6 separate regions of the Mus musculus genome follow, and regions 1, 2, 3, 4 and 5 are each linked to region 6. The links are chromatin contacts, called in public HiChIP or PLAC-seq and promoter capture Hi-C maps. All regions are on one chromosome and are shown on one strand. Each heading gives the region's core, a stretch centred on a gene start, on an enhancer-like site or on the middle of the called end of the contact. The rest is flanking DNA. Distances are from core to core; before and after follow the strand shown.

Region 1 (3,236 bases), core at 488-2,987, 1.4 Mb after region 6:
CATCCTTTTTCCTTCTCCAGTCAAGAAAGCCTGAACCCGGTCTTTTATTTACTAAATATCATCAAGGCTTTGACGATTGTTAATGTTTTTTTTAAATCCTTAATTTTGCATAAATTTTGGATCAATAGTCCAAACCCCTGCTTCCTTCAAACAGGAACTAAACACAAAGCACATTTTCTTATATTTTTTACACAGCCTGTTCTTCACAGGTAGCTGGGCACAGCTTTTGAAGTTTCCTGGTACACATACAGCAGTCTGTGTTAACTATTTTCATGTAAAAACAGAAAAGTGACAGACTAATAAGGTTAAAATAATTTCTTACAAAGTTTTAAAATGCATGCAAGTAAATTAGGCCTTGTCATCTTCAGTTCTTCAAGTATCTAGAAGAACAAACGACTAAATTTTTATATGATTATGCATTATCTTTTAATTCTCTAATTTTTTTTTCTTCATCCTAGAAATTCCATGGCCTCACATAACCTTCTTCTAATACTATCTGTTTCTAGATCATATACAAGCCTTCCTCCTATAAGATTAACCCATCTATCTTTTGTTTGCTTTTTCATAGATTGCTTCTTTTCCTATTCTTTAGAACATTTTAACTCTCTATCCTTGATGTCCCCAAGTTCACCCTGGCTAATTTATGCAGCAGTCATTAGACCGGAGAGTACATGTGTCTCCTCATAATTCCAAGATCAAGACCAAGTCTCACAATAAGCAACATCTACAAAGGATCATGTAGGCTTTTATGGCCTCTATGGTTATATTGTCTAGATCTTTCCCACGGCCCTAAGGGCCAAGAAAAAAAGTCTTTTCCTCATCCCCCATAACCTCATGGCTACCTTCATTCCTCATTTCTGAGAACTATCTCTTTCATTTATTATGGAGCAATTAGCTATGGGTAATATGGGAATTATATTCCCTAGAAAGAGATTGAAAGTAAAACACATAGAAAAGACAGCAGAACAGTCCCAGGCCAACAGCAGTCATCAGCACAGGTGGGGATAAATGGTCTGACAGTGCTCCAGGGGCAGGAACTATGTCACATTGCCCCTTATGCAGTCATGTCAGATCTGGCAGGTTTCTGTGCTACTTTTAACATTCATGTGCTGTTGCTTATTTTCACCACATTGTCAGGTTTCCTTTCTTTTAAATTCTTCAGCATTTAAAATAATAGGATATATATGTATGTGTAGTATGCATGCATGTGTGTGTGCTTATGTGGGGGGTGCATGTATGAATGTGTTTATGTGCATGTTTGTGTGTGTGTGTGTGTGTGTGTGCACGCTTCTTTCTGGGGATATCTGTGCATATGTTCATATCTCATGTTTAATAAAACATACCTTGTTTACAATTTCCACTTTGGGGAATGAAATTTTGAAATCACTATGTCCTCCCATTAGAATACTTCTACTTCATAGCAATCCATTACTTTATTTATACCATAGGCTACTCTCTTTGCATATGTTTTTAAATACTGCACAGCTCAAAGTGGCTGACTTTGCAGTCTTATTATTCGTGTGAGTTTTCAGTATCTCTTCCACATTCTTTCCACCAGCAGCATATGGCTTTGCGTGGCCTATTCAGTAAATACTGATAATTATTCCACTGAGCTTTGGTGACGATGAATGTGTGTGTTGTTGGAGATAAATTGTGCAATCTGGAAAGGAAAACAGTGATGAGGGTTTTTTTTGTGCTTGGATATTTTTACTCTTTCTGCAGTGGAGGCAGATGTGCTGCTCCGTACATGAGCGATTACTTCAGAAAAGGCTGCTAGGTTCTACATAGTCACTGCCTCTCCTTATCCTTTTTCCTGGTTGATCAAAATATCTCTTGAAAGCTCTTCTGCTGTATGGATCTATTTTTCACTGAAGGTTATGACTAAGGTTTTGAATATAAAATTTTCTCCAAAGCATAACCTAAACTAAATCTGAATGTAAATAGCGCATGGTATAAGATCTAAGTATTTTAATATTTCTTGATTAAATATCAGGACTTTCTTTGGCTTCTGACAAAATCAATATTTAGCTTGACAGAGGAGGTAGCTGCAGCAGTAGCAGTAACCAACAGGTTTATGTTTGGCAGAAAAGGTTCTTCAGTTTTAACTTTCCCTCAATTGATCATTACTCTAATATACACAAGCCTGACTTCCTTGCCTGTCCAAACCTACAGTGCAAGTAAATACCAGCAAACAGTTCCCAAGAAGCTATAGTTAGTACTGGCAAGAAAAAAAACCTTGTGGCCAATTTTCAGTGTGTCATATTTCCCAATATTAATGAATATGAAGTAGGACCCAGGCTCGCCTATGCATTAGAGCTAGAAATATATCAAGAATTTCTTTTCTGTGAGGAAATGATTATTTTTTTATGAATAACAAGTATAAAAGCTGTAGTCTGGATTTACTGCTATCTTTGCTTATCGCAGACAAATCTTCATAGTTATGAACCAGAAAGGAACCATGGAGTCAGAAAAGTAATGACAAGTTTTGACATAAGACTGAGGTAAGATACAGTGTAGAAAATGTATTCCACAGATACTACGGACTCAAATTAAAGGTCTCTGTTGTCAGTTATGGGTATATAGGAAGCCAGGAAAGAATTCTCTGGGCTCAACTAGACATCCTTGGGAAAGCTCAAGCCAACATGTGATTATACATGATCTCCATGAATCGGTTTAGTTTCTAAAAATCATTGTAAGCCCATTGTGTTCCTAAAATTTGCAGAATATTATAAAGTTTCTGTCTTTGATATTCAACACCTATCCATCTAAGTGGTATCAGTTGTTCCAAATTATAAAAGACATAGATTTTGAGAGTAGAAAGAAGGGTCGGTAGGAGGGGAAATATTCTGATAGAAGGAGGGAGTGGGGGTATGGGAGAGGATGGCTTCAGAGGGAAAACTGGGAAAGGGGATAACATTTCAAATGTAAATAAATAAAATATCTAATAAAAATAAAATTAATAACTAATAAGAAAAAGAAAGATAATGCTAAACTGTATAGTGCTTTTATTTTAAAAGTCCAATTATCATAAACTTTGTAAAAGTTTCTATGACACAAACACTTGGTCACACCAAGCTTGCTGTCTTCTTAGACACCTTGTTTGCTTAGTCACTCGAGTCAAATGAAAGGAAATGAGTATCACTGAGTATCTAGAGGTTATACTTAAAAGGAATCTTCAAGAAAAGGGGACTCATTAACTTGACTCTGAGCCTTGGCCACACAGCAGTATTTACTCG
Region 2 (3,398 bases), core at 706-3,205, 1.7 Mb before region 6:
TTCTCAAAATCAGACCTTATTGCTAACATCAGAAAGTACTATTGTTTAGCTTCCTTAGGTCATTTAAAAAACAAGTTAAAATTGTTTTATGTTTTAAAAGCCACTTATCTCCAGTATATGGTTAAATATGGAGATGGTATGTAAGTTATTTGGCAAAAGCTACTCTTAATCTTTGATCTTTAAAGCTAAAATACCATTTTAAAAGCCACTAAATACTACCTGAAAACTCAGCTTTAGGAATTACCATTCATTGGAGAAAAAAAAAAAAAATCAAGAGACAGCCTTATCTACACTTAATGCTTTTACATAAGTACTTTCATCCCACTCTTTCCAAAAAGAAACCATAGCATCCTGAATATGTAAGATGCTAATCAAATATTAGTGGCAAATGTTTTTCATGGCTAACTAATATGAAAGACTGTTGAGCACTAAGCAAGGACAGGAAACCAATCTAGCATACACATGAATCTGTACACAACAGGCCCTATCATTATTACAGTTAACAGTAAAGAGGAGCTCTTAAGAAAGCTAAGGCACAAAGAACTTCACACATAACAAAGTATCTCTCTTTTTTTTTAATCCTTTTTAAAATCAAAGAGCTACTCTCTACTGAAATTGTCTATTTTTAAAAGGTTTCCCATATAATGTTAGTACACCATAATTTCTAAATCTTGTAATACTGGCCTAGTTGAATTTTCCACACAAAATGGGAGGTTTGGAATTCCTGTTTGCAATCACACTCCCCTTGCTCTGATTAGAGACCTAAGCAAAGGATTGTCTTTACATAGTCTCAAAGGTCTGAAATTAGGGAAAATACTGTAAAATACAAAGACATACCATCTCACTCAATACTAGAAGTTATTTGAATATTGACAGCTCTAAAGACATAGCTGCCCGTAATATCTGCCAAGTGTGAATGTAAACTGAGAAGGTAGATAGGAACATATATATTCCATTACATTTCCCCAAGAGCTTTGATCGGATTCCCCTAAGTTCATGCATGTCTCTGTGTACAGACACGGACGTTGATCTGGGCTATTGGATGAAAATAATCAGAGCTGCATCTGTCTGAAAATACATCATCTAGCTTGTCATTATCAAAGCAGAAGAGGAGAGTTGAGGTATTCCCCGACAGAAGATCTTGGTAATAACACCTACAAGGCAGGTAGTGTGATTAGCTCCTGTCCCCACCGCATGAGATGCTGGGAGGTGGATGACAGGACGTCTGGAGACCCACACATCAGTCTGCATCCTTTTCCTCCCCCACCCGCTCCGCACTCCTTTGCTTCACTCACGTATAAAACGCACTCTCCATCGCATTCGAAGCTGAGGTGTCCAGTGGGTAGGTTTTTAAGGATCATTTTCCTAGTGCTTTAAATGGGATCTAACGACCTCGGACAGCCTGGGGTTGAATGCTATTGCTGCCAGCCCCCGAGGCTCACCTCAAGCTTGTGGTTGATCTGGGACACAGTCTGGGCTTTGTGGCATAGCTGCGCAAAGCAGGAGCTAAGGCTGGTCATCTTCTGACGCCCCTCATAAGTGATGTCCGCCTGGTCCGGATCGATCTCGCCCAAAAGCAGATCCACATCCACGAAGGCCTTGTCGAACTCCTTCTCCAGCACCTCAAGCCATCGGAACATGGACACCCCGCCAGGGGAGACCCCCACAGGGCAGGAGGAGCCCCCTGGGCCGCCGCCGGCTCCCGCCGGGCATGGGCCACCCGCCGACATGGCGCCGTCCAGGGCCTCGCCGACTGCTGCTCACTCTGGCCGCCCGCCCCGCGCGAGGGGAACTGCTAGCACCGCGGCGCCCCCCGCGCGCGCGCACACACAGACACACACGCACACACACACAGACACACACCCGCCGGTCCCCTCCCTTCCCTCGCGCCGCCAACGCCGGCAGCGCAGCTCCAGAGCAGCAAAGGAAGCGGGGCTGAAGCAGCGACAGCGACACGGAAGACCCGCCCCGCCCGCAAGCCGGCCCGCCCCCGCCGCGCGTGCGTAGCGGAGCCCAGAGCAGGCGCAGCCCAGAGGGAGAAAGTGGGCGGGGCCGTACGAGAGCTTAGCCAATGAAAAGCCTTCGCCTCCACAAGCCTGTCTGCGACCATTTTGACGACCGGCAAAACCCTGAGAAGCAAAGGGTTGAGGTGGCCCCTTGCAAGTGGGGAAGACCGGAGGAAGGGAAGGGAAAGATTCCACGTCGCAGAGGGGACCGGCTTCCGCCAGTTTGGCTTCACAGTGGGCCTGGAACCGGTCCACAGACGTCTAGCAAAGTTGCTACTGGGGTGTCAAGGGGCTCGGGTGGGAGCGGGGAGGGCCGTGTGTGCATGCGCAATAGCCACGTTTTCTCTTCCGATTTCCAGCTCTTAGGGCGGGAGGGTGGGGACACTGGCTAATGTTGCTAAACCTGACGGTGCATTCCAGCCAGAAGCTGCCTATGGAAGCTACTGAGCAAGTTTTGTTGAATCAATGGTTCCTCCTTCTATGATTGACAAGCTGGGGTTCTAGGCCAATGTATTATTACATACTAGCTGCCCCACCTCAGTGGTGTTACCTTGCTTGGGTAACAAGGTTTCCAAAGTTTACTTCACTTGGCAATTAAGGTAAAGTGAAAGTGTTATCACTTGGTACATAGCACTCATCTTACTGCATCACAGATCGTATATTTCTAAAGCAACCACTTGGGATGCTGTAATCATCTTATAAACTAGTATTGTGCTCGTTCCCATGTTATTTTCATATGTTCATAAACATTGAATACATATCCCGATTGAGGCACTGAGGACATAAAATCTAATGAAACGACCTCATCCAAGCCGAACTAGTAAGACAGTGAGGCTCTCACGACTTTTAATTCCAGTGTTGCGTGCATTTGAGAGCATTTATCAAGAGCTTTCTTTGTGTCCTGCCTCTCATCTCTTCCACTTCTCCAACTCCACCCCTGTCTAAACCAACAGTAGACTGTCCGGAAGGGAAAGGAGAAGCCAGACTAATTAGAGTAGGCAGGTAGGAATTGTGCTTCCTGACTCGCCTACGGGAGTATGTGGAAAATTAGTCCATAATCTTTCGGAAGTTGTTCTTGGGACGGACCTTTCTAATAAATCATCAACCAAAGTCTGCATGGCATTGTGTGCCTCTCATCAAAGCAGTACCAATAAGAATTAAGAAATAACAGATTTAGTTTGCACTCTGGTTACTCCAATGCATGACTGCTTACCATCAAGCAAAAGCTATTATGACTTCAGCAAACTTAGACAAGTAAAACTAACCATGCAACTCTTCCCTTGAGTTTAGTCAGAGACTGTCTCATAGGCTTAGTACACAATAGTATAAAACATCCTCTTCGAATGGTTGGTTGTATTTTATATATAAATATATAATAAAATAATTTATCTA
Region 3 (3,266 bases), core at 304-2,803, 1.7 Mb after region 6:
TTCTTCTCAGTCAAAATGTCTCCTCACAAGGGAACCACTTACAACCCATCAAAGGTCCCATAGCTTCAGAACTTCCCTGGGGAACTATCTAATGAAGCCACTGTGACAAGCATCTAATGGAGACACAGCCACTGATTCAGTGCTATAAGTTATATACTTCTTAGGAGTAAAGCATAGAGACCAATGTCAATCAACATTTAAATTTGAGTAAACAATTATCTACCAATGAAAGTTGCCTATTTTCATCATTAATCCTGTGGGGAAATGAAGGTCAGAATTTATACCAGTTAGTAGTGTTCTCACCTCTACCAGTTATTGAAAGACAGCAACAAGAAGATTGTTTATCAAAGACCAACCCATTTTTAACATATCAATTCTTCCTTTTGTGAATAAAGGAACTTATATAAATTTTGGAACTGACTTGGTTATCACTGACAGCAGCAGGAAAGGAAGAAAGTCTGGGGCAATTTAAAGGACGAACTTCCCTGCTGGACCCTGTCCTTAGATTACTTGGTTAAAAAAAAAAAAAAAAAAAAGAGCAATGAAGCCATCAATAGCACCTGTAGCACCAGCAGGTATGTATTCCGTCTCATAAAGTAGAGCTTAAATCCACCCAAAATGTGTGTGCTTTCTCCCATAACCTGTGTGTCAGCATAATATTTACATATGTGTACATGTTACCAAGTATATAGAGCAGCAGGTCTCTGTTGCAGGTGATAGGGCTTCTCACTGGTGACGCTGTTTTGATTTTTAGTTTTGACTTTTTGTTTTGTTGTATTTTGTTTTGTCTTAAATTGGTTTTTTTGCTTGTTTCCTTTAATTTTCATTTTGAGCTGCTGTGGAAGTATTTTGTTTCTTGCTTTTGTTTTGTTGTTTTTTTGGCTTTTTGTTTTTATTTTAGGTTTTATTTTTTAGATAGAGAGAGTAAAAAATAATATCCATTCATAATATATGAAATATAAATAGTATATTACATATTACTTATATATAAATATATATTTGTTTGTATATAATAATATTACATGTGTGTATATGTGAGAGAAAGAGAGTGAGAGAGAGAGAGAGAGAGTGTAAAGTTGAATTCAAATTTGGTATGTTCTCTTTGCCCCATTACAAATGTCTCCACTCACATTGCTCATATAGGCTTAAGTTCAGCCAGTATGAATTTTTTTCTGAGGAACTTTGTGCCTCCAGCTCCTTTGAGGTTGAAAACAGCAAATGCATTATTTTTCTCAAGGCTTAAACTCTTTGTACTAAACTTTAGATTGTATAAATATTTTATACACACACACATACTTGTGTGTTTGTGTCTGTGCATATGTGTGTGTGTATGTGTGTGTGTGTGTGTGTACATATGTGTGTGATAGGTGGGTAGGGAGATGGAGAATAGCTGGGGGGAGGAAATCATTATCAAAGAGTATAGTATAAAAAATTAGTTTTAAAAAAAAGTTAAAAAAGAAACAAAAAGTCTTCATCAGCTGCAGAGAACACATAAATTTACCAAGGAAGTGGACCTCTTCAAAATAAAAGCAGTGCATCAGAGAGGACAGCTGTGCTCTGCAGCAAGCAGAAAGAGCAGAAAACCACTGAACTGTAATAAGATCTAAAGAAAAGGACACCCTCAGAGATATGTCAAAATGCTGCATAAACATGGATTCCATTTGAAATGAATATACCATTGTAGTACCAACTATCAATAAAATGGGCAAAACCATAGCCAAACACAATCTAACAATATTTACTGTTTACTTTAAGTTTTCAAGCACTGGGAAAAGTGTAAACTTCAGCAAGTACATGAATTTTCTGTATAAATGATGCAGAATACAAGATATGTTAAATGGTTGTGTCAACTAAAGACAAGATACAGAAAAATCAAGACTAAAAAGCCTCCCATCTGTGTGTACATCCATGTGTGCATCTGTGTGTGCATCCATGTGTGCATCTGTGTGTACATCCATGTGTGCATCTGTGTGTGCATCCATGTGTGCATCTGTGTATGCATCCATGTGTGCATCTGTGTGTACATCCATGTGTGCATCTGTGTGTGCATCCATGTGTGCATCTGTGTATGCATCCATGTGTGCATCTGTGTGTGCATCCATGTGTGCATCCGTGTGTGCATCTGTGTGTGCATCCATGTGTGCATCTGTGTGTGCATCCATGTGTGCATCTGTGTGTGCATCCATGTGTGCCCCTGTCACACCATAAAGAACTAGACAATGGGGTGTAGCATTTGGGTTATAAATACATAAATAAATTAATTAAGAATTCAAGCAACAAAAAGAAACTTGGAGAAGGATGATTATAATAAATATGAAGGCAATGAGCCTTTGGATATAATTATGTTTCCTAAATAACAGGAATGTTTCAAATTCTTAGAGATACAAGATTCAGAACTTATTGCTACCAATCCTTATCAGTAAAACTTTGTATAAAGAGTTTTCATCTTGACTGAAATGTATTTGCTGTTTTCAACCTCAAAGGAGTTTGATGCACAAAGTTTCTCAGAAGAAAATCTGTACTGGCCAAGGTTAAGCCTCCCGGAGGAATTTGATTGGAGATCTCTGCAATGAAGCAGGCAAAACACAACAAACTTTGATTTTAACGTCACTGAGACTAACATTAGAAGGATTTGTGACCTCTGGTGTAACAGGAAGAACACAGCTATCCATGTTAATAGATGGCTTTGCCAGAACTTGCTTGTACTTCATGGCATGTTGAAGTTTCACAACATAGAGCAAAGAACTCACTGACTTGGGTTTCTGTCCTCCTAAAGAAATTAGGAGATGGATTACACTGGTAAGAAACTGAGCACTTACAAATCCTCAAGGAAAACACACACACGCACACACACACACACACAAACTTTCAATTAAAAGTTTTCTGAAATTGGCCATTAGGATGGCTCAGTGAGTAGAAGAGCTTGACACCAAACCTGAGGGCACAGTTTCAAGTTCTGGGCCTTATATCTCAAAGGAGAGAACTCACTCTCACAAGCTGTCCTCTGACCTTCACCCCAATTATACAAGCACACGCACGCACACACACACACACACACACACACACACACACACAGAGAGAGAGAGAGAGAGAGAAAGAGAGAGAGAGAGAGAGAGAGAGAGAGAATATTTTTTTAAGGTTTTCTGAAGAAGATGCTCTAACAAAATGATCCTGGTGTTTACAGCTAGAAAAAGACTTGTCTGAAGATTGGTCCAGCTGAGAAAATGTTGACACTTTCTTGAGAAATCCAATTGCTGGAAAGAAGA
Region 4 (3,160 bases), core at 531-3,030, 1.5 Mb after region 6:
GCTTTACAGTAGAGTAGAGCTATTGATTGCTTTTCTTCCTTGGTAGCTTACATAGCACTTTCTGATACTAACTATGAAATCTAGTTCTCAGGGAGGGGGCTTCCATATCATCTCCACTATATTATTCCATGTCCTTTGTCTGAAGTATATGATATCTTCAACGTCAATTCTTTCTTTAAAGTTCTGAGAGGCAAACAAGGGAAATAGCAATAGCCTGTATTGATTGGAGTCTCTTGAACCCATATGACCAACAATTCAAAGAAATATTTCAAATATAGCTCCTGGGGAGAAGCATTATTTTCCACTGTGGCATAATTATATATGTGTATACACAAATTAGGCAAGCATTTTTAAGTAAGCTTATAAAATAATGTTTTCTATGGCTTTTGAACATCCTCAATGCTATTTCTCTCTTCCTCTTCCCTCTTTTCCTTTTCCTCCTTCACTTCTCCTTTTTCCCCTTGTGAGCAGCTGAATCCTTAGATTTGAATATGGAAACCGAAATAACTGCAGAGTCCAGGAAAACGGAAAGGGACTGTTAGCTCTAGAAGGATAGGAAGATAGCAGAGCAGAGGTGCCATTCCAGTTTTGTAGAGACAGATGCTAAGAATTTTTTGAGGTACAACTATCATGCCAAAATCCAGAATCAAGTAGGGCTCATAGTAGACCATCAATAAATTTGGTTGGCTGTGTAGGAAATGATTAAAAAAAAAACACTTAAACTGGAAAGAACATCTTTACCTTAGCCCAGAACATGCTGATCTATGGGACCAAGTGAGACATACATCTCTGTTTAAACGGTGAAGATTCTGAAAAACATTACAATCCTTTTGGTTTCTTTGCTTTTTCAATATGTTATATATTCATTTCACTATCTTTCATACTGGCTGTTTTCTTCTGTATCGTCGATACTCAGCCGGTGTTCCATGAACCAGGAAGAGAGTTAGCATTTGAATTGTAGAAGTTTGTTCTTAGTTCATAACTGGATAATGAGTTGTATATCACCGGTGGATAACAGTGGACAATGTATACATAATAAATGATTAAGTTTGCAAAGTCCTAAACTCCATCAATAAATGTTTGAAAACAAAAAAAGCAGGATAACCCAGTAATTGTCTTTTGTAAATATGGTTTGCAAGAGGTCTCTAGACTGGAGTAGGCAGTAACAATAGATCCCTCTGAGTGCACACAATTGCAATCTAGAATATTGAATACCATTATCTCCTAATTTTGTAGATGAAGGCAGTTTTCACCAGTCACTGTACTGATTGTTATCTGTTAATAATAATAGTGACACCATCAGCTGTATTATTTCTATTCTTAATACTTGAAATCCATTCTCTTAAGGCCTAATTTACAGAACAGTTGACATACTCAATACTGGCATATGTTATTGACAATATGTTTACTTCTAAATGGTTTTCTTTTCTACTGTTCTTTTCCATATATTAAAAACATGCAATGTATTTTGTATAGAAAATTGCTATTAAGCTTCATGATATCTTCTACAAAGATGCTCCAACATCATGCAAAGAATGCTGAGCAAGCCTGAAAAGTGAAGGCTACATTTTCTGGTTCTCTTATTTTCACCTAAATACCCATAAAAATTGCTTACATAAAAATGTCAATTTCCAGATCCATGGGTGATTGGGTAGTGACAAGCAGGAAATTAGAGGAGTCAATTTGCATATATTATTTGCAACTGAGACCTTTGTTTGACACCTCTAATAGCTCCCTCAGAGTCCCCAGGTGTGCTTTCTGAACAGAAAGGGTAAATGGAGGGACAGGAGCTATGATAGCTCCCACCTGCTCTGCGTCTGTTTCAGCAGGACTCCATGATTATGCTTTTTTAAACGACAAAGAAGATAGGAAACAGCTGTTTTGCAACATTTAAAACTGCATCCACCCTTGACAAACAGAACAGATTTCTAAAGTGCTTTTTTGGTACCAAGTAAAAAGGTCTTTTGAAATCAGAAAGAACAAGTTAGTTTTACTCAATTCTTTTTCAGTACTCATGCCTTTTCAAGCATTCACATATTCTCCATAAATCAAGTTGAGAGAATTCATTGCTTATGAAGAGTAGAATGAATAGCACTTAAAAGAATGTGAAGAAAGCAACCAGTGTGAATGCTTTTCAGCCCAGCAGGCACAGGTTCACTAGTTTGGGCTAAAATGAGAAAGTGGTACACATTAGAGAAAAGCCTCCTCGGCCACTGAACTGTATCCCAAAAGTTGCCATAGACTTTCTTGAAGCCTTATTTGTTCTTTCTGTTTCATGAAGTCAAGTCCCTTCATCATGGTATGGCATTGTACCATGAGAGGCATTTGAGACAGAATTACAGCTGGTAACCTTTCATCCTTACTTCTGCATTCATTTTACTACAAAAAGGAGCCTCCAGCTCCTTTTAGGGTCCCTCTTTCCTTTATAACCAAAAAGAGACTGTCACCTGCACAGCCTTTATGACACAGCAATGAATGAAATGGGGCAACAAGTCACAAATCATCTCTTTAGTTCCTCCAACAGTCAGTGGAAAAAGTGCCATAGAAATCCATGTACTTTTAACTCATTGTAAGTTTTAGTATTAAAAAGTCACAAATAAAAAAAAATTGCACAGCAAAATTAACTTGATCCAAAGACTATACAACTCAATGAACTTCTATAAACTTAGAGCAATCTTTGGAATCTATAAGAAATGCTCAATTGGCATTGAAGTCATCAATGCAGAGCATTGCCTACAATGTAAATAATTGTGTTGATCATTTTTAGCCTGCACTTGGGAATGTATTAGTGACAAGAAAATATTCAAATAGAAGCAGTGCTGTACCTGGAGATATACATTTAGAATTTGTCCAGGCTAAGTTTAGTTTCAGTTGAAGTTGTATGATTATTATTATTATCTATTAGGACATGGGTGGGTCAGTTTGAAAATTTCCAGATGGCTTCTAGTCATGACACCTCTTAATAATTATATCATTCAAGTGTACTTTTAAATTAATGATGTAAAATCAAGCATTGTTCACAAGTCTAAAAATATGAATATGATTAAATAGAAGATTTTGTATACCTGTCAAGGATGATGTCTAAATTAACCAATAGATGTCTGTTATAAATATGCCCCTTTAAAAAAACTTAGGGGTTTCCCTAAATATACTGTTAACA
Region 5 (3,243 bases), core at 620-3,119, 1.7 Mb after region 6:
AAGATAAAAATTAGACCTCTAAGAGTAATCAGAAAATTATGGTTCTATAATGAATTTTAAGGATTATAGTGCTTTAATGATTTATATAAATATATCAAGAAATGTATTATAGATTGCGAAGCTCTTTTGTGTTTTTGACCTTGACAGGATTTTAAATCACACAGGAGGTAACCAACCCTTCTGAATCACCTGTGAGGGATTATTTAAGCTACAGTAGTTTGGGGCATGCCTGTAAGGGATTATCTTGATTAAGTTATTGAAGTGGAAAGCTCACTCTAAAAAAAAGGAAGCAACATTTTTGGTCTTGGTTCTCAGACTGCACAAAACAGAGAAGGCTAGCTAAAAAACAACATGTATTGATTTCTTCTTCTTGACTGTGGATGCAATATGACCAGTGGCTTCATGCTCCTGCTGTCTTGACATGACTGCCATAATGGGCTGAAACTTGAAACTGTACCAAAATAAATCCTTCTTTTCATAAATTGATTGTACCTTGGCATTTTGTCAGAGCCACAGGAAAAGTGAGACAGATACCATTTTTTTCTAGAATATAAAAATATTGAGAAAGTAAAATAGTATCATATATTAAGTATTCTTTCTATGGTAGCCTATTATTCATTTTTTAAAGGCAAAAAAACCCTATACAATGCTCAGGTATTTGTAATATGAGAATTTTCCAATCATACTTTTAAAGTACAGATGGGAAAACATCATGGAAGATGTGCAAAGAATGTGTTGTCAAATATGAAGAAGGTGTGATACAACCAGGACCAAGAGGATCATTCAAAGAACACAAAATATGAAGGTTTGAAGGTGATTCTAATTGTTCACAGTAGGTCTTTTTTGTGGAGAGTATGGAGTTAAGACTGGTATTTTGCACCTGAGACTTTCTTACAGTATCTTTCTATTTTGAAGCTGTTATTTGGTAGTGAGGCCTAAAGGAACACAGCATAAGAATCATCACATTAATCACATTGTCAGTATAAAAATGTTAGCAAAGTTAACTCCCCCCATCTTCCCATTCTCTTTTCTCTAATAGAGATCTTTAGATTGATATTTCCTTCATAGCATGAAGTAATTTATAGCATAAATAGTGTTTGGTCACATCTTATGCATGTGTAAACTACTTTTTCCTTTATTCACTTTTAAACATATAATTTCTCAAAGAACATAAGTATCTATATTTGAAAAAATCAATTTAGTTGCCTTAAATATGGCCTGTTAATGACAAAATGGCAACAAAAGAATAGTTAAGTTTATTTTTTCTCAATATTTCTTCAAATACAATTAATAACACATTTCCTGATATTAACAGGAAGTGACTCAAATGTTCCTTCTCAAAAGTTAGTATAAATCTAATTGATGGCCCATGATTTTATGTATCCACATAATCTATATATGTGTTATATACATACACATATATGCATAATTTTATTTTTCATAGTGTACAGTATATTTCTATATGTGAATAAATTGAAAAGCTATTCTCCTTACCCCAAGCAAAAAAAAAAAAAAAAAAAAAATAGGATAAAGTCTTAAGTGTAATGAGGTTGTTTGAATTTTATTGAGTGAAGGAACAGAATAATTGAGATATCAAAGGGAGAGGAGACAAGAAAAGAAGTGTCAATGAGCTATTTCCTATTTTGGAGGGATGTTGAGCTCAGTTCTACAAAGAGATCTGAGAGAGAGAGAGAGAGAGAGAGAGAGAGAGAGAGAGAGAGAGAGAGCGCTTCAGAGGAAGAATTGACACTCCCCGACTTTTACATTTATTACTTAAAGTTTACCCCTGAGAAAGTTAATTCATACATGCTTAGCAAATCATGGCTTCAGACTGTGTGGGCTTTATGGTATTTGACAAAGGAGAGTCCTAAAAGAATGGGAACTGTCCACACCCACAGTGCTGAATTCATGGACCACAGGACACTGCAGCACTACCACATCCATATCCCAGGTTGACATTTAAAACCTACATGACTTGAATCAGTGACTTCCTCTTTGTAAATCTCTGCTTCATAATCTTTAAGACTATGATAACAATAGCATCTACTACTTTGGAACTTCTATAAAAGAAGATATAATATGTTTCCTGGGTAACTATTCATTGGGTAGTTGAAGAAACAGTGTTCATCTTTATTGCAAGGTATTATGTCTGAAATGGATGCATGAATCCCGATTTGTCAAACCGGGGCATGAGTATTGGCTCGTGGGCTATTAGGTTTCACAGAGCAATTTAAGCCTTTTGATTTGTAACCTTTCTAAATTGTATCGGTCAAAAGTATGCCAGTGCACCAATTCATAGATTCTTGAAAGGAATATGAGAAAATAATAAGCAAGTGGTTTCCTTAAATCACAGCTTGTTGTATTGGGAGCATTCAGCAAGGTGGGTTTCTTATTTCCTGTGCTGGTGTACTTATTAATGTGTACATATGTGCATTTATGTACTCGTCCTCCACTAGTCTCAGGAATTACAATAAGTGTTGGATTAACATGTTATTTGAAATAACTTATAGACTTAAGGTATTCCTAAAACTAGAGAAAAACATATTACAATAGAAGAGAAATTGGAATAGTGGGCTGGGGAGGTAGATCAGCAGTTAATAGCATTGGTGCTCTTGCAGGGAAGCCTGGAAGGTTGGTTCCCTGTAATCACAAATTAACTCATAATCATCTTTATTTCCAGTTCATGAATACAATGTCCTAGTCTGGCATCTGCAGCCACGTGGGATGTAGGGGAATGCAAGTACATACATGTTGGCAAACACACACACTAAAAAAAAATAATAATAAGTTGGGAAAATGAAAAAAAAACTTGAAAGAAGAGTGGCAACCAAACCCAGAGCTGTCAAGAAAATCATCATTGAGTTATTTGAGGACCTTTTGAGCAAACATATATTTGTAACACTTCTCACTATATTTGAATAGTTAATAAATATTTTTGTCTATTCATGTTTCATGAGATACACACTTTTTCTGTCTAACATAAACAACCTAGCCTTGCATCCACCCTTTAAGACCCTGTGTTCTTATTCAGGTATCCTCACTGATTAAAGGATTCTGTCTGTGAATTTATGTGCTGATTTAAAACAGATTTCTCCAACTCAAAGTTATAATATTGCAGCTATGACAGAAAAATCACAAAAATAAGTCAGGGCGAAATAAGGTTGGATAGATGGGCGATTTTCAGCCCTTTTAGTTATACAAGATTGATTAATAAACAGAGTCCTGAAGCTGTAAAGCAAAGGT
Region 6 (3,549 bases), core at 27-2,526:
CTCCCGGTTCTCTACCCCGACGGGGGGCAGGAAGTCCACCTTGGGCAAGCCCCTAAACAGATCCTTGTCACGCAGCTGGTCCTGGGCCACCTTTTCCTTCTCCAGCAGAATGTCTCTTTGGATCTCCTCCGGCAGCTTCTGCAGGGTCTCCTTGGCTTCCCTGAGAGCCCGCTCGTGGTTTTCGCGGATCCTGGCTAAGTTGTCTTCCAGTCCAGCTCCAGGGTCCCCAGGCGCGCCTTCCTCGCGGTGCCGGACTCTCCCCTCGGCGGCATCCTCCGCACGCGCCCCGAGCCCGGGCTTGTGCTCCGCCGGCGGCTGCAAGGCAGGGTTGGAGTGGAACAGGACCCCGCTGAGCAGCTTGGAGGAGTCAGGCAGGAAGAAGATTGCCCCGAAGCAGAGCGTGATGAAGGCGCTGAACACCAGCAGCAGCACGAACTTCTCGGTGAGGCGGAAGGCAGCGGGGCCAGACCCCTTCCTCCCGCCGCCAAGCCCCCCGCCCAGGCCACTGCCCAGGCCGCCGCCCCCAGGGCTACTGAAGAGCGGCAACAGGCCCCCCACGGGCATCGCTCCGGAGGTTGTAGCCGCCGGCTGACAGTCTGTCCAGGGGCCCGGCGCCGAGCCGCTCAGCAGCCAAACTTCGCTGCCGCCGGCTGTCAGCGGCTGCGGGGCCGGCTCTTGCGCATCCAGGCCGCCCAGAGCGCGTGTCTGGGCTGCGGGTCTCCCCGCTTGAAGCGGCTCCCCTCCGGCGATCCTCGCCGGGGCGGCTCCTTTGGCAAACAGGCACGCGCGGCAAACCGCTGGCTGCAGCCCCTGTTGGGGGGAGAGGAGACAGTAAAAGCGCAGTGGTTAGGAAGGTGCTGAGAAAGTTTCCAGTGGGGTCTCCGCCCTCCCCTGGACCCGGGATCCGCAGGACCGTATCCCGGCAGGCAACCCCGGGGTCCAGCCGCGGGCACCACCCTCAGAGCCCACTTTGGACTTGGGGTGAAGTTTTCCAGCCGCGGAGGCAGGGTGTCCCGCGACATCTGGGTCAGCACAGCGGGCACCTCGGTGGCAAGGGCGGCGCACCTCTGGGCAGCAAGGGCGCCGCGTGCGTAGGGGGTTCGTCAACTTCTCCAGCTGCCCATCTCCGAGCGCTTCCCGGCGGGTGGTAGCACGCGTACAGCCGGGTGGCTCTGAGGCCCCGGGACACGGCTCAGGTGAGCGAGCGCACCGACCTGCCGGCGTGAGCCAGCGAACCAGGCACCGTACTGCCCTCCGTCGCGGCCCCGCCGTGCACTAATAGCACTGCCGGTCTCCCGAGCGGTCGGAAACGAGGGCGGTGACGCGTCCGGAGAGTGACAGCGCGTCCGGGCCAATCTTACGCCTCCCAGGGTCCCGCGGGGGTGGAGCCGAGGCGGGGAGGGGGCCGCACGGGGCGGGGAGTTTACGGGAAGCGCTGCCTCTCCGGGACCCGGCAGAGGCGGGGAGGTCGCGGCTCCCCTGGGCTCCCGAGGACTGGAACTGCGCCCGGGAGCCGTGTTAAGACTCGCCCGGAGGACCAGAGCCGGAGTTGGTCCGAGCTTATTCCGCCCAAAACCTATTCAAGCCGAAGCCCCAAAGGTAGTGGATCCCCGAGTGACCACTACTAATATGGTAGCGACAGCTTGCCCCAGTACTCGAAATTGGCGATCCCGAAGAGCATGCAGGGGATTGCGGGGGCAAGCCGTGGTTTTGAAGTGGTTTTGAAGGCTTTTCTCCAGCCACCCCTTATTACCCAAGACAGGGATTCCCCGGTGCCCAATAACTCTCAAATCCAAAGTCTCCAGGCTCCTCCACAAAGCTTTTGAGCTCTCTACTCTACCTCGTTAAGAGCCTTTTACATCCTAGGCGACTTGGGGTTTGGGGACTGCTTGGGGCTCTAAGTATACACCCTCTTCCCCTTACAATAAACAACAACAACAACAAAAGTTGTATGACTCCCCCACACTCCCCCACACCCCCCCCACTTTCGAAATTCATTTACCTCATCGCAGTTGGTCAAATTTTCCATTCAAAGAAGACAGTTTTATGCTGCCAGAGCTCCAAGCAATAAATTGAACCCTGTTGAAATTAAGTCTTGGATGCGACAACTCCCAGCGAAGGCAAGACTTGGTCCAACAGAGATTGTTTTCAACACAGCCTTGCAGTATTCAGTCTCATGGAATGTCATGGAAACTGGCTCCACCTCCCATGACATCCATTGGAATGCCCTGCTGATATTGCATAGATCTACATTTTGACCTGGCTGGGAACCCCCTGCCTCAGGGTGAAGAGACAAGAAAACATTTCCCAAACTGTGTTATGAATCCCCTGTTGCTCCACAAAGAAACAGTTACCAGAGGGAAATTTGACTGACTTCCCACTCCTGAAAGCTGGTTTGTAGCAGCTCTGTTTACCCTCAACCTTCTCCGGAAACATGATTTTAAAGTGTGCCCTTTACTTGTCTTAAACCAGAGGAAAACAGCTGGCAACTTCCAGGAGAGTGCCCACAGCACAGTTGTTTCCAGGTGTTGTGCTGTGTGCATAAAGTAAAAAAGCCAAGGCAGAAATCCTAAGGTCGTTTTCGTTTAAATGTTAATTATCATTTTTAGCCATCACTGTTTGTTGTGTATTGGGTTTGTGCAAAATGAGCCAGTAACATAGTCAGAAGTTCTGGTTAATAAGAAATTATGGCTTGATAAATGTGACTTCATAGCTTGATTATTTTGATACTTGCTATGAAATTCTATGCCCAGAAGAGTGCAGCATATCCAAGCAGGGTAATAGATTTAGCTCTAAAAATGAAAGCAATAATGTTTTCTTTTAATGACGAAAAGGTAAATTTCTTTCAAAGTACATTTGTAGGTTGTGCTTAGGTTGAAAACCTAATGACTGAAATAATAGTGTTTATCTCAATGAGACCCTTGAAACAGCTACCTCACAGAAAGGAAGACAGATCCCTAGAAACAGGGGCTAACTCCTGAGGAAGCCAGTTGCTTTCTTTCTGGTCATTTGGTGATGGTAATTGTGCTGCCATTATTTTTCCAACTATGTTTTAAAAATGGGATTAATTTTAAAGAGACAGGAATACCTATGAACTTTGATTTAATTTGGTATATGTATTCCAGAAAGTAATAAAATCAACCTTTAAGTACATATACAAGGATATGACAGAGAAGTCTTAACTAATTCTGTTTCTAAACTCCTTAATCTTGACTCCAAATCAATCTGGGAATTTAGGATACTTCCTATAGTGGATGCATTAAAAATTTAGCACATCGAAATTTAAATTTTATTTATATATATTATTTCTAAACTTTTAAGGGGACTGTTCTTTTTATTTTGGTTCACTTTTGTGACACTTACTTTAAGATTCCCCCATCCCACCCCACCCCCAGTTTATCATTAGATGTAGGTTTATTGTAATTAAAGTTTGGTTTTGATAATCTACTTAACAAAGAGTTAGCCTGTGTGATGGAATATAAGTCCACATTCAAGGATGCCCATCTGTGTGAAGCAGGTTGAGAACGTGTTGAGAAATGCCCATACTCG

What was found. Promoter capture Hi-C pulls out the DNA fragments that hold promoters and counts their contacts. HiChIP or PLAC-seq counts read pairs in DNA pulled down with a chosen protein or histone mark.
Region 1: a contact with region 6 is called in an H3K27ac HiChIP or PLAC-seq map of SST interneurons, with 17 times the contacts expected there. The contact joins the enhancer-like site here to the promoter of Man1a in region 6. A contact is called at or near these places in 2 of 39 promoter capture datasets (hippocampal neurons and liver) and 5 of 115 datasets of contacts at active chromatin or transcription factors (SST interneurons, embryonic forebrain, embryonic limb bud and 2 more).
Region 2: a contact with region 6 is called in a promoter capture Hi-C map of pre-B cells, with 4 times the contacts expected there. The contact joins the promoter of Gopc here to the promoter of Man1a in region 6. A contact is called at or near these places in 2 of 39 promoter capture datasets (liver and pre-B cells).
Region 3: a contact with region 6 is called in an H3K27ac HiChIP or PLAC-seq map of large pre-B cells, with 9 times the contacts expected there. The contact joins the enhancer-like site here to the promoter of Man1a in region 6. A contact is called at or near these places in 5 of 39 promoter capture datasets (the 3T3-L1 cell line, embryonic stem cells, frontonasal cranial neural crest and 2 more) and 3 of 115 datasets of contacts at active chromatin or transcription factors (embryonic midbrain, forebrain and large pre-B cells).
Region 4: a contact with region 6 is called in an H3K27ac HiChIP or PLAC-seq map of SST interneurons, with 11 times the contacts expected there. The contact joins the enhancer-like site here to the promoter of Man1a in region 6. A contact is called at or near these places in 9 of 39 promoter capture datasets (the 3T3-L1 cell line, cranial neural crest, embryonic stem cells and 4 more), 3 of 115 datasets of contacts at active chromatin or transcription factors (SST interneurons, embryonic hindbrain and forebrain) and 1 of 9 other capture datasets (embryonic stem cells).
Region 5: a contact with region 6 is called in a promoter capture Hi-C map of second pharyngeal arch cranial neural crest. The contact joins the enhancer-like site here to the promoter of Man1a in region 6. A contact is called at or near these places in 3 of 39 promoter capture datasets (cranial neural crest, hippocampal neurons and second pharyngeal arch cranial neural crest) and 3 of 115 datasets of contacts at active chromatin or transcription factors (SST interneurons, forebrain and large pre-B cells).

The regions. Positions count from the first base shown.
Region 1 is chr10:55,443,359-55,446,594 of GRCm38.p6, forward strand. No RefSeq gene overlaps it. Among named protein-coding and RNA genes, the nearest start is that of Msl3l2, 660 kb to the right of the region's middle. Within about 2 kb of position 1,738, at least 4 of the 459 cell types and tissues checked have an H3K27ac peak or open chromatin away from gene starts, as enhancers often do. A contact at or near this core is called in SST interneurons, where this site is marked.
Region 2 is chr10:52,380,169-52,383,566 of GRCm38.p6, forward strand. Gopc (golgi associated PDZ and coiled-coil motif containing) reads right to left here and starts at 1,956. Exons shown (of 9, transcript NM_001199272.1): 1 at 1,443-1,956. The coding sequence starts at 1,730.
Region 3 is chr10:55,727,383-55,730,648 of GRCm38.p6, forward strand. No RefSeq gene overlaps it. Among named protein-coding and RNA genes, the nearest start is that of Msl3l2, 380 kb to the right of the region's middle. Within about 2 kb of position 1,554, at least 1 of the 459 cell types and tissues checked has an H3K27ac peak or open chromatin away from gene starts, as enhancers often do.
Region 4 is chr10:55,532,956-55,536,115 of GRCm38.p6, forward strand. No RefSeq gene overlaps it. Among named protein-coding and RNA genes, the nearest start is that of Msl3l2, 570 kb to the right of the region's middle. Within about 2 kb of position 1,781, at least 3 of the 459 cell types and tissues checked have an H3K27ac peak or open chromatin away from gene starts, as enhancers often do. A contact at or near this core is called in SST interneurons and second pharyngeal arch cranial neural crest, where this site is marked.
Region 5 is chr10:55,812,277-55,815,519 of GRCm38.p6, forward strand. No RefSeq gene overlaps it. Among named protein-coding and RNA genes, the nearest start is that of Msl3l2, 290 kb to the right of the region's middle. Within about 2 kb of position 1,870, at least 3 of the 459 cell types and tissues checked have an H3K27ac peak or open chromatin away from gene starts, as enhancers often do. A contact at or near this core is called in second pharyngeal arch cranial neural crest, where this site is marked.
Region 6 is chr10:54,074,461-54,078,009 of GRCm38.p6, forward strand. It overlaps Man1a (mannosidase 1, alpha), which reads right to left and starts at 1,277. Exons shown (of 13, transcript NM_008548.5): 1 at 1,066-1,277; 2 at 1-810. The coding sequence starts at 564. Gm16998 (predicted gene, 16998) reads left to right here and starts at 1,462. Exons shown (of 3, transcript NR_038016.1): 1 at 1,462-2,393.